3 separate regions of the Mus musculus genome follow, and regions 1 and 2 are each linked to region 3. A link is a contact called in public HiChIP or PLAC-seq and promoter capture Hi-C data. All regions are on one chromosome and are shown on one strand. Each heading gives the region's core, a stretch centred on a gene start, on an enhancer-like site or on the middle of the called end of the contact. The rest is flanking DNA. Distances are from core to core; before and after follow the strand shown. Region 1 holds the start of Vcam1 (vascular cell adhesion molecule 1). Region 2 overlaps Extl2 (exostosin-like glycosyltransferase 2). Region 3 holds the start of S1pr1 (sphingosine-1-phosphate receptor 1).

The links. Promoter capture Hi-C pulls out the DNA fragments that hold promoters and counts their contacts. HiChIP or PLAC-seq counts read pairs in DNA pulled down with a chosen protein or histone mark.
Region 1: a promoter capture Hi-C map of stem cell-derived epiblast-like cells shows a contact between it and region 3, with 7 times the contacts expected there. The contact joins the promoter of Vcam1 here to the promoter of S1pr1 in region 3. A contact is called at or near these places in 9 of 39 promoter capture datasets (cranial neural crest, embryonic stem cells, frontonasal cranial neural crest and 5 more) and 1 of 115 datasets of contacts at active chromatin or transcription factors (astrocytes).
Region 2: a CTCF HiChIP or PLAC-seq map of the NIH/3T3 cell line shows a contact between it and region 3, with 5 read pairs. The contact joins the enhancer-like site here to the promoter of S1pr1 in region 3. A contact is called at or near these places in 1 of 39 promoter capture datasets (neural stem cells), 1 of 15 datasets of contacts at CTCF or cohesin (the NIH/3T3 cell line), 1 of 484 Hi-C or Micro-C datasets (embryonic stem cells), 1 of 115 datasets of contacts at active chromatin or transcription factors (stem cell-derived neural progenitor cells) and 2 of 9 other capture datasets (adipose tissue and liver).

Annotation. Positions count from the first base shown.
Region 1 is chr3:116,128,310-116,131,994 of GRCm38.p6, reverse strand. It overlaps Vcam1 (vascular cell adhesion molecule 1), which reads left to right and starts at 2,307. Exons shown (of 9, transcript NM_011693.3): 1 at 2,307-2,691; 2 at 3,187-3,462. The coding sequence starts at 2,628.
Region 2 is chr3:116,022,741-116,026,759 of GRCm38.p6, reverse strand. It overlaps Extl2 (exostosin-like glycosyltransferase 2), which reads right to left. Exons shown (of 5, transcript NM_001163514.1): 3 at 2,326-2,753; 4 at 1,365-1,435. Among named protein-coding and RNA genes, the nearest start is that of Extl2, 16 kb to the right of the region's middle. Within about 2 kb of position 2,364, at least 35 of the 459 cell types and tissues checked have an H3K27ac peak or open chromatin away from gene starts, as enhancers often do. A contact at or near this core is called in the NIH/3T3 cell line, where this site is marked.
Region 3 is chr3:115,712,742-115,716,647 of GRCm38.p6, reverse strand. S1pr1 (sphingosine-1-phosphate receptor 1) reads left to right here and starts at 1,593. Exons shown (of 2, transcript NM_007901.5): 1 at 1,593-1,939; 2 at 3,534-3,906. The coding sequence starts at 3,705.

The DNA of each region.
Region 1 (3,685 bases), core at 1,058-3,557, 410 kb before region 3:
TTTTTTTCTTACTCTCAGTGATATTAGTAAGGTTTTCCTCAAAATCCCCAAAAGTCACAATGACTTTATGACACCAACTGTCTTAGCACGATTCTCTCTACAGTTTAACTTTAGAAAATCTTAAACTTAGATCACTGAGAGAAATTATTTTCCTTGACTTGCAGACAAACCAATGGTCCCTTGATTATGATCTGTGGAAATCTTTCATTGATATCATGACAGTCTTTTTCATTCTCAAAATGTTGTCCTTGCCAGTGTTTCCGTATTGCTAGAGCGCCACAGTGCCTATACAGCAGTCCCCCCCCCCCAAAAAAAAAACACTCTGTGAGTTCCACTGAATTAGAAACAGGTAGAATGCTAATTGCCTGCCTAACTTGGCATCCATTTCTGCCCTGCTTTACCGACAGAATCTTGATTGACATGGGGCATTGGCCTTTTCAGTGAGACATCAGTGAAAGCCCCCACACCCCCCCCCAACTTCTTGGGAAGCTCCTTCAAAGAAGGCAGGCTCCATGCCTTTGAGTCCTTTCCCTTTACTTTTTGTATTTTACATCTGAGACACAGACGTGATGTTTGGTGAAGGAACGGCCATAGGAAAATCATGATGATTAACCATATAAGGACTGCAGAATTAGGACTGGCTTAATCTTGGTCCTCAGTATTTGCTTCAAAAACAACTGATCCAACTTCAAACTTCAGGCTCTTGGGTCTCTAATGAAGCTGCTATAAAAGATCTACATAGCCACGGAGAGTTCTTTAGCTATATGTTAGAGTAGTGGTTCTTAAACGAGGAAGGATTTGACCTTGTGGAATCCACCAAATAGTTTTTTTTTTCACTTCCTCTGTTGTATGTACTATTCTCCTTTCCTGATAGGAATTATTTCTCCACTCACTTGGGTGAGAACTGATACCAAATAAGATGAGTCTGCATGATCCAAGTAGTTATTTATTTTTAAGTGTCAAAGACATGGATTAACATTTTCTTACATGCCTTTGATCTATGGAGAAGGTGAGAATCAGTAGGGGGTAGTCTATACTCTCCTTTTATGACATGACATTGTTGAGGTCCTCTAGATGACATGGCAGCTAATGTCATCGATCCCTGGATATGTCGTCATAGCCCTAAAATATATCCCTCAACTTCCCTTTTATACTTGCCTCTCAGTGGGAGCCACATGTATTCTCAAGAGGGAATTCAGAAGTCTCTCCTGCCAGGTTGGAGCAGTTGGCGACTGTGGGTCTCACTGATAGCCTTTGTCCAATGACATGATACTGTTAATTTTACATGTGCCCAGATGTCTGGGAACTATACCTTTCTTGTGGAATTATTTTTTTCTCTCACGTGGCACTTATGAACTACATTCAGTATTTTGAACGTTTCTCTTCTAGATTTTAAACATCTAGAAGATGCTGCAGGTTTTATAGTCGTTATATATAAAACCATTATATATATATATATATATATATATATATATATATATATATATATATATATGGAATAGAAACAACTATGAATAAGAACTAGTCCTGGCCATGCAGGGAACTGATAATGCCATGTGGGAGGTAAACCCACATGTGTATAATACAAGGAAGTGGCTATTCCGGTTTCTTTCTGATGGGCAAGCATTTTGCAAGGACATGGGCTATGCATGTGTAAGACCTACAGAGGCATTTAAGACACTTAATTGAGTCTTTCAAAAAGTCATTTCACTGGGAGTAGAAAATAATAATAAAAAAATGGTTGTCAATTCATCTCCTAAAGCTAATCTGTTTACATATTCAATTGGACTTGTGGCTAAATAATGCAGCCAAAGAAATCCACCACAAAAATTTAGCAGACAGATCCCATTTTTTAGCGTTCAAGTCTGCAAAAGACTTCCTGTCATCCAGCAATGGGTCAAAGGGCTGGGGCATTGTCAAACAAAAGAAAAGATAATTCCCTTCATTCTGCATCAACGTCCTTTCATTTACTACTTCAGAAAGTTATTTCAGGGAGGTTTTTTTTTTGTCAAAAATTCACTTATGAATAAAAGAGTATAAAAATAAGAACTACTGACTCACATTCTAAAAGAGTGACTCATGATAATGGGTCAATAAAAACAAATAAAGGATATTTTCCTTTTTTTGTTGAAAGAGAACAATTTTTATTTTTTAAATTGCAAATGCATTTCTTAATGAAGAAAAGTCAGTGGTTATTTACTGAGTGATCTCTGTCTTTGCTGTCACACACACACACACACACACACACACACACACACACACACTGTTGGCAGTTTCATTTTGCAATCATCTTTTCAGGAGAGATAGCCCTTTCGGAGCTGAAGGTCAGGAAAAGCCAGAGATTTATATACTTGGAAGTGTCGTGTTTCCCAGGACTCAGAATGACTTCAGCCCAGAAAGCAGCTGAAGGGGTTAACGTGGGGACTTGGCTGGCTGTCAGTTAAACTTTTTCCCTGGCTCTGGGTTTCCCCTTGAAGGGATTTCCCTCCGCCTCTCTAGCAAGACCCTTTATAAAGAGCAGACTTTCTATTTCACTCACACCAGCCCGGCTGGCTTTGGAGGCTGAACACTTTTCCCAGACACTTTTCACGTGGGGCACAAAGAAGGCTTTGAAGCAGAGACTTGAAATGCCTGTGAAGATGGTCGCGGTCTTGGGAGCCTCAACGGTACTTTGGATACTGTTTGCAGTCTGTAAGTTCCTGACCTATTTCACACATCTACAGCTTCTGGTGTACTACAGAGCTTTGCTATAAGAGCCAGTATTCTGACAGAGCTGGGGACGGATTTTCTTTCCACTGTCAAATGAGTAATTTGGATTATATCGGTAGTGGGTCTATCTCTTTAGTTTCCTGTATTCGACAATGAAATCAAGCTTAGAAAGTGACAAAAAAAAAAAAAAAAAAAAAAAAAAAAACTTTGTGCAATGGGCTTCAAAGTCAGAACTGAGCATTCTTCTTCGCGGTGACGATTCCAGCACCTTCCTCAAGAGCAACTTCAGGGCTTTGGGTCTGTCTTGTGCTATTAGTCTGAGACAGTTTAAAAAGTAGATCATCCCAGCTGTGCTTTGGACACTGTATTGCTGCGCAAGAGAAAAAGGACACAGTATGGGGCAGACCATGGTAAACTTGTTCTCTCTCTCTCTCTCTCTCTCTCTCTCTCTCTCTCTCTCTCTCTCTCTCTTTTCAGCTCAAGCTTTTAAAATCGAGATCTCCCCTGAATACAAAACGATTGCTCAAATCGGTGACTCCATGGCCCTCACTTGCAGCACTACGGGCTGCGAGTCACCATTGTTCTCATGGAGAACCCAGATAGACAGCCCACTAAACGCGAAGGTGAGGACGGAGGGGTCCAAGTCCGTTCTGACCATGGAGCCTGTCAGTTTTGAGAATGAACACTCTTACCTGTGCACAGCAACATGTGGCTCTGGGAAGCTGGAACGAAGTATCCACGTGGACATCTACTGTAAGTGAAGGAAGGAGCTTTTGCTTTCTCTTGATTTTGTTTGAAAAAAAATTAACGATATATTAAACAGAGACTTTTAAAGAGTATCTAGATTTTTAGCTAGCAAATGCACAATTTCAATAAAGCCAGAGAAAGAAGAAGCTAGTTAAGAACAGGAAACTAAATTTTAACCCCTGTGTCCTTGTTTGCCAAAAAAATGGTGCCCATGTAAAAGAGACTCACA
Region 2 (4,019 bases), core at 1,115-3,614, 310 kb before region 3:
TGAAGACATGCAGGGCACTGACCAGGCTCATCCACAGCCACATACTCCTCGTCAATGGATAGAAATCACTCTTGATACTTTATGAATAAAACTTAAAACACCATTTGTATTTCTTTATTCTGTTCAAGCTGTTCTAACCAATCACATTCTTCGTACTGTACCTGATGCTATCTTTATATTTATGACAGGCTGTTTTTTTTTTTTTTTTTGTTTTTTTGTTTTTTAACCTTTAAGTGGAAGCCTCGTAGATGAAGCACTATTAAGAACGTTTTGCCTGAAGATGGCCTAGCCAGCCATCTTTGGGAAGAGAGGCCCCTTGGTCTTGCAAACTTTATATGCCCCAGTACAGGGGAACGCCAGGGCCAAGAAGTGGGAGTGGGTGGGTAGGGGAGCAGGAAGGGGGGAGGGTATAGGGGGCTTTCAGGATAGCATTTGAAATGTAAATGAAGAAAATATCTAATAAAAAAGTAATTAACAACAACAACAATAAAAGAACGTTTTGCCTAAAAAGATGTCGTTTTGGGGGCAGGAAAAAAACCTGTTAGCACAGAAAAAAGTACAATTCATTGATCAATATGTTAGGCATGAAATTAAAAGCAGCAGCTTTTAGAAGGCTGGCATGGACACAGTGCTGTCACCACCTGCCCTTCGAGTCCCATGGTGCTATGTGGCCTTAGGGAGGACTTACTGCAAATATAATCAACTAGGATAGCACAATATTTAATCAAGAAGATCTGCACACAGTTCTGGACTCAGGCAATCTGCAACATAGCTTGCGAAGCCCAACTATTATTAGTATATGCTCAGTGGGAGAGCCAGCAGGCCACTTATGCCGGCTCACTCAAGCTGGCACTTAGGGACAACCAAGCCAAAACAAACACCTGCCGCCACAACGGTACACACAGAATTAGGACCTCAGGATTTCTCGACACGGGCTCAACTCGTATGCGATTTTGTTGAGGCGATACATGGTTTCTTGTAGAACAAGCTTCTCACATCGTTAGTACACAGATACATTTGCCAGCTGAGACAAGATGGTCTAGGGAAAACTTTGCTGCATTGTAGTCTTGGCTGCACCAGATCCTTTCATTGTTCTTGGGAAGCTAATTCCATTTTTATTTCCCATTTCAAGAAGATGTTAAGCCAAGATGTTAAGATGTTAAGTTTCATGCTATCTTAAGTAAGCTCTGAAAATCTCCATTGGGCTATGACGACTATGGTTTTATTGGGCTATGGTTTTAGATACTGTACTGTCTTAGTAGCCTCCATTAAAAAGCTAAGCTGCCCAGGCTAGGTATCACATAGATAAAACTTTACCCATATGGTGTCATAAAAAAAAAAAAAAAAAAAAAAAGCAACATTACCTGCCAAATTGAGAAAGCGAAAACAAGGTCCTGGGCACTAATGAGTGTGTCATCGTCTACCATCAACACCGCTGCGATGGAAAGGAAAAAAGAGACACTGAACTGTGTGGAAATGAATGCAAAACTCAGGAAGATACCGTTGTGGTTGTGTCTATACAGACCACTCAAGCTGACCACTTTCTAACCCAATTACGGGATCAAAAACATATTCTTAAAGAGATTTGTCTCCAACAGGGGAAAACAAAATCTGCCTGAAGGAAAAATACCACCATGCAATTATAACACATCCACTCAGAAACTAATGAACACGTAACAAAGCCAACATACTTAAAAAAAAAAAAAATCACACGCCGGAGAAACTGTTGAACAGGGGAAGGAAAGAATGTCACACATAACGTTAAGGTAAATGTCACTGTGCTGGCTTTACGTCAACTTGAGTTGAGAGTAGGGAGCCTTAATTGAGAAAATGCCTCTATAAACCAGGATGGAAGCCAGCCTGGAGGGCATTGTCTTAACTAGTGATTGACAGGGGAGGGCCCAGCCCACTGTGGGTGGGGCTACTCCCTGGACTGGTAGCCCTGAGTTCTATAAAAAAACAAGCTGAGCAAGCCTATAAGCAATACCCCCCTCCATAGCCTCTGCTTCAGCCCTTGCCTTCAGACTCCTGTGCTGACTCCTTCAATGATGAACAGTGATGTGGAAACGTTAGCCAAATAAACCATTGCATTTGGTCATGGTGTTTCATCACAGCAATAGTAACCCCCCCAACACACACACACACACACACACACACACACACACACACACACACACACACACGCCACGCGAGCTGCCTGTTGGAAATCTGGAAATGGCTTAAGCGTTTTAAAGTGCCTTTCTAACAACCTCCCTGAGAGCCGGAAGTCCGCCCACACACCCACCGGAGCCCTGTCAGACCCTGTCAGATCCAGCTTTGACTCACCGTTGGTCTCCACTTCAGGGAAGACCTGGAGTCGGTTTCTCATTTTGTTTGCTGTTTGTGGTTTGAAGATGACAGGGATCGGGTGAGGCCCTAGAGAATTCCACAACTCCTCTGGGCCCTTCTCTCCCACATTGTTCCACACCACGATCACCTTGTGCAGACTCGGTACTGCCTGGTAATGATTTAAGAGTCTTAGTAAGAGGTCTGTTCTGTTGTATGTCTGCATGATGAGGGTGAATGAATCCAGGGCCGACTTGCTCGGGGATTTGATCTCCCTACGCAGAGTGAGCATCTTGTCTTCTTTGATGTTGGGGAGTAAGTTGGTCAAAGCCCCCGCTACCAGCAGCAACACAAGGATGACCACCAGGGAGAACCGGAGCACTCGAATCCCCATGACTCTTCCCGGAAGTTTGCAGATGTGGCAACCCCTGGAGTAGAGACGGCAATAAAATACAGTCATTATGTTTCAGTTAAGTCACTGACCACTCTTGTCAGGGATTTACATTCATTTGTAAAGTGATTTGGCCTGACAAATATTAAAAAAATGTGGTCTTACATTCTCTTAAAAATATATGTTTGTCAATTCTTTAAGAAGGTCATACAATGTATTTTGATCATATGCATTTCCCACTCCTCCCCGTAGCTCCTCCCAGATCCACCACCATTTCCCACATCACTTCAGGTCATCCTTTTGTTTTTTAAGAAGAACCCACTGTTGGGGTAACCTTTTTGCCCATTGTGTGAAGGTTGTCTTTGTATTATTCCATTGCCTATTGCTATAGTGCAGAGAGCTGAGGACTGGGGGGGATTTGGTACTGCTGAGGGATCACCTGCCTCAGTGTTTTGTGAACATTCACCTTCCTCACTTGGTGCATGGCTTAATAAAGAGCTGATGAGCTATTGTTAGTCAGGAAAGAGAAGGTGGGACTTCTGGGGTGAGAGAGAGTCTCATGGAGAAGACCAGGCTCAAGGACATTTGCTAGTAGGACACCAAGGTGGTCAGATGTACCAGGGCTGAGAGAGAGTTAAAGAACTAGCCATGTGACGGGTTGTAAGCTAAGATAATAAGATTAAGTCAGCCCAGCTAGCTGAGAGGTAGTTTAACCTAAGGCCTAAGGAATAATAAAAATTAGTAAGTCTCTGTGTTATTATTCACATCACTGGTGAGTCCAGAAAGTCCCACTATAATCCACAGAGTCCGATTTGTGCTGACCATATGTGCCCAAGTTTGGGTCTACTCCTTGAGTATAGTTCACCTCCAGGGGCCAAACCCTTCCAAAGAAAATGAAAAACATGTCCCTCTCACCCTGATGCATCAACTATCAATAGCTTTCAGGGCTGGGAAGTCACTGGCCCCTCCCACTCATTATAAGAATGCTGTCTGGCTTGATATTGTGCAGGTAGTAACCACAGGCACTCCTTTCCTCTTCCTCCTCCTCCTTTCCCCCCCTTTCTCCTCCCCCTTTGTCTTCCTCCATCTTCTTCTCATTTGATAGTTTAGATAACTTATGAGGATTCGATAACTTTTCTGGAGCTATTAAACAATTTGAATAATAGCACTAGGTTTCATATCCAGAGAATCCATGCCTATATATATGCCAAGCTGCTCCAGACTGTAGGCTGTGCTGTTCTGCCAGGATTCACATGATCGTTGAAGTAGGGGATCATGGTAATTTGAATGAAAATAGCCCCTT
Region 3 (3,906 bases), core at 344-2,843:
CCTCTGTTCAGGAAAGGAATGTGAAGTTCTAAGCTGATTGACAGCATTTGAGCAGACAGGCAAGACAACTTAAATTTGGTGACCCATCTCTGCCACATACTACCTGGACAATCTACAGGTCTCTCAGGGCTGAGGGATTGCTCATGGGTAGAACGGCCCATGCTACTCCATTGCTTCATGGGACAGTGGCCATCACATCTTGGGACAACAAAGTGCACAGTTCCCCTTTAAAGACCTCATAAATTGTTAGTGGGAGAAGGGGAAGCTAACTCCTTGCCTCTGCAGCACTGCGATAGACAGAAGTTATCTCCTCTTTCAAATGAAACCAGTCTCAAACTCTGTCTTTTCTGGAGGAGACTGGACGGCTGTTATCTTGGTTTCCATATTGTTTTGCAAGATCTGTAGTTTGTGGGTAGGTAAGGTAGGAAACTGTCAATGAGTGCTTCTAGGCAAATATGAATTAACAGCTACTTTTTTTTTTTTTTTGCAAGCTCATAAAATCCCAGAAGGTAGGGGTCTGTTGTTTGTTTCTTCTGTCTCTCTTGAGTCATTCAGGTACAGGGTGTGTCTGTTAATTGAAACTGCACAGCAGAGGAAGTTTTGTGATCACATCTGCTCAGGGTGGGAAGGCAGTGAGAACAGGGGACTTGGGTGGAACCACTTTTTAACAGAAGGACAGACAGACAAGGCATAAAGGCCTCCATCTGCTACTCAGACAAATCTGACCAAGGCCTCTTCAGCCTCAATCTAGCATTATCTAACAGTAGAAAAATGTGGACAAGGTGCAATTCCTTAGATTTGGGGATCTCTTAGTTATCTCTACGTAGACAGGGAGAGAAGAGGGGTCCAGCTTTAGGCAGGGGGCTGTAGGCACTGGCCAGTGAAAGGACAGGCAACCTCTTTCCCCTGTGGACATTCCTGAACTGCTGCTGGATTGTTTAAATCTCTGAGGCCAGGGCAGCAGCCCACCTCCTCAAAGGCCTCTGAGCTTCCCAGAATCTGGGGCACACCGCCTGGCTTTGCGGTCAGCTGAGAGAGGGGAACCCCCGGTCCAACATCAAGCACAGCACTGGCCCACTTCACCGTGCACCCGGGGAAAGCCACTTTCTGCCCACCAGACCGCAAGTTTCAAGGCTTCACCAGGATCGGAGTGGAGGGGGTGGAGGAAGAGGAGGTGGAGGACAGAAGCTTTTCAGTACTTCGGGGCTGCTCTCCTCCGACCTTCTCAGGATCCCCTCTCTGCGGCGTGGCTGCGGCTCTCCGGGCAGTGGCTCGGGTTTCCCCTGACCGCGTGGAAGTGGCCCCCAGGGCACCGGACCACTCGGGCTACACGGATCCTCAGGGCTGTGGGGTCTGGGACCAGAAAGCTCCTCTACCAAGTGCAGGCTTGTCCTCTGTCCTCTAAGATTTTTAACGAAGAAAAGTTTTCCCAGGGATCCCCATGCCTAGTTTCAGAGTCCGTCCCGCGCTGGGGACTGCGGGAAGCTGTGTGAATTAGAATTTAGGAGCTGCCAGGCTCCGCCCCTTCTCTTCCCTTCTCTCTGCTGGTTGGGGCGGAGGGGCTCCTATTCATTTGGTTTTATTTTAGTCACTCTGCCCCAGATCTTTCTGGGAGGCTGCTTCTTAGCAGCCCAGACCCTGAGGGGCCCCCTGCCGCTGGCAGAGGGCGGAGGAGTTAAAAGCATTAACCCCTCCCAGTCCCTTCCTAGAGGAGCCACCCAGCCTCGGCGGGGCGCTCAGAGACTTCGTCTTGCAAAAGTGGTGCGGGCAGCGCAGGCAGGGCTGGCCATTGGAGTGCACCGCTGAGGAGGGAGGGGACCCCAGCTCAGGGAACTTTGCGAGTGAGCTGGTCGCCGTCAGTCGCCGACAGCAGCAAGATGCGGATCGCGCGGTGTAGACCCAGAGTCCTGCGGACGCAGCTTCGTCCGGCTTGAGCGAGGTAGGGGGTTGTGAGCCTCGCAGGCTCCGGCTATGGGGCGTCCAGGTGTCAAGAACGAACCTTTAAACACAAACGAAACAAACAAAAACTTTGAGAAAAAACAAAGCAAAACGAACCCGGGCATCACCAAGATGCTATGGAGTCCTTCTTGACTGACTTCTTCTTGGGGCACGGAGTTTATGAAGTTAGAAAAAAAAAAAGATTAATTTCCAAATTATAGAAACGACTGGGGGAGGGCATGCTAGAGAAGCTGTGATTCATTAGAACGGAGAAAAGGGAAGACGCTTATTATTATTATTTTTTTTTTTTTGAAATCCTGTAGACAAAATTATCAGGCACCACGCCAATAATTTCCATTGCCTGAGAATGGACTGTAGCGATAAGAGTGGAGAAATGTTGAGTTTCGTAAGCTTTTGTCACAGAAATGACTACAATGTCTCTAGGGTCCCCTCCCCCCTCATTTGTTATAGAGTTGATCAATTACTGTGCAGACTTTAGAGTACTTATTTAGTGCTGTGTGTCCAACTTAAGTAGTGCTGTGTGCCCTTTAGGGATTGCTAGTTCTGTTGAGAGGAGGCAATGTTGGGGGTGTGGGGAGCGGAGGAAGTTAAAAGTGCCCATGCAAACTTAGCAGTATGTGTTTCTGGAAATTAATGTACCTGAAGTTAAAACAAAGTGGCGTGCTTCGTTATCGCTAGCAGGGTGACTTTCGTGTGTGTGTGTGTGCAAGTAAGCGTTGGCTAAAGTTAAAACTTTCTTAAGCAATCAGTTCATGGAGAAACGTCTAGGATTTGCTGCAATCTCTTAGGAGGGGTTCTCCGTGAATACCTTTAAACGTAATAAATGAACTTGTGGGGCGGTTGGGTGAGGCGGAGGAGTAAAGACAGAAGTTTTAAAAAGAAGAATAGGCAGTTGCTTCACGGAGGCGCCAAGCTTTCCTGTTTACTTCAAGGCCTGGCGGCCCACACCACACCTCGCTTTACCCTCTGACCATCGGACCCTCAGCACACCTGCTCCTAGGGAGTTATTAATAGAGCCCAGAAAACGGCTTACTTGTCAAATGACCTCCTACAAAGCTACTTTTTTTTTGGCATGGTAATGAGAAGGTGGGCTGGTCTCTTCGAGGTGTGTGTGTGTGTGTGTGTGTGTGTGTGTGTTGGGGTATGCATGTCTGCCCTGCACCCAGAATGGGCAGTTGGTGCCTTCTGTGAGCAAGCAGTCGATTTTCGCTTGAAGGAATCTCAGGGCTGGACACTGAACGTGGCAATGCCAGTGGAAATGGCGTGGGCTCGAAAACTAGAATGGGTGGCTCTCATTTCCATCTTGGTGGATTTAGTGACCCAAGGGAAGGTTTTGTCTCCTCAGAGTCTGGGTAAATTGTTTTTTCTACCTCTCTTTCTAACTTCATTTCTCTTTTGTTTGTTTATTTTTGTTTTGTTAATAGAAATGACCATTTGAGTTAAAAAAAATCCTCCCTGTGTCCTGTATCCTTAAAACAAATCATCAACAAAGTTGGAGCAATGCCTTGGCTAGAATGAATTATGCTAGTGTGCTGGGCATTTTCCCTGATTCTTTTCTTTGTAACTTGTTTAAGGCTGCTGTTTCTCGGAGGCCTCTCCAGCCAAGGAAAAGCTCCATAAAAGAAAAAAGCATTGGATTGCTCGCTGACCTGGCTTTGCTGTAACTGAAGGCTCACTCAACCTCGCCCTCTAGCGTTTGCCTGGAGAAATACCACCCCAGGCTCCTGGGGACACAATTAGCAGCTATGGTGTCCACTAGCATCCCGGAGGTTAAAGCTCTCCGCAGCTCAGTCTCTGACTATGGGAACTATGATATCATAGTCCGGCATTACAACTACACAGGCAAGTTGAACATCGGGGCGGAGAAGGACCATGGCATTAAACTGACTTCAGTGGTGTTCATTCTCATCTGCTGCTTCATCATCCTAGAGAATATATTTGTCTTGC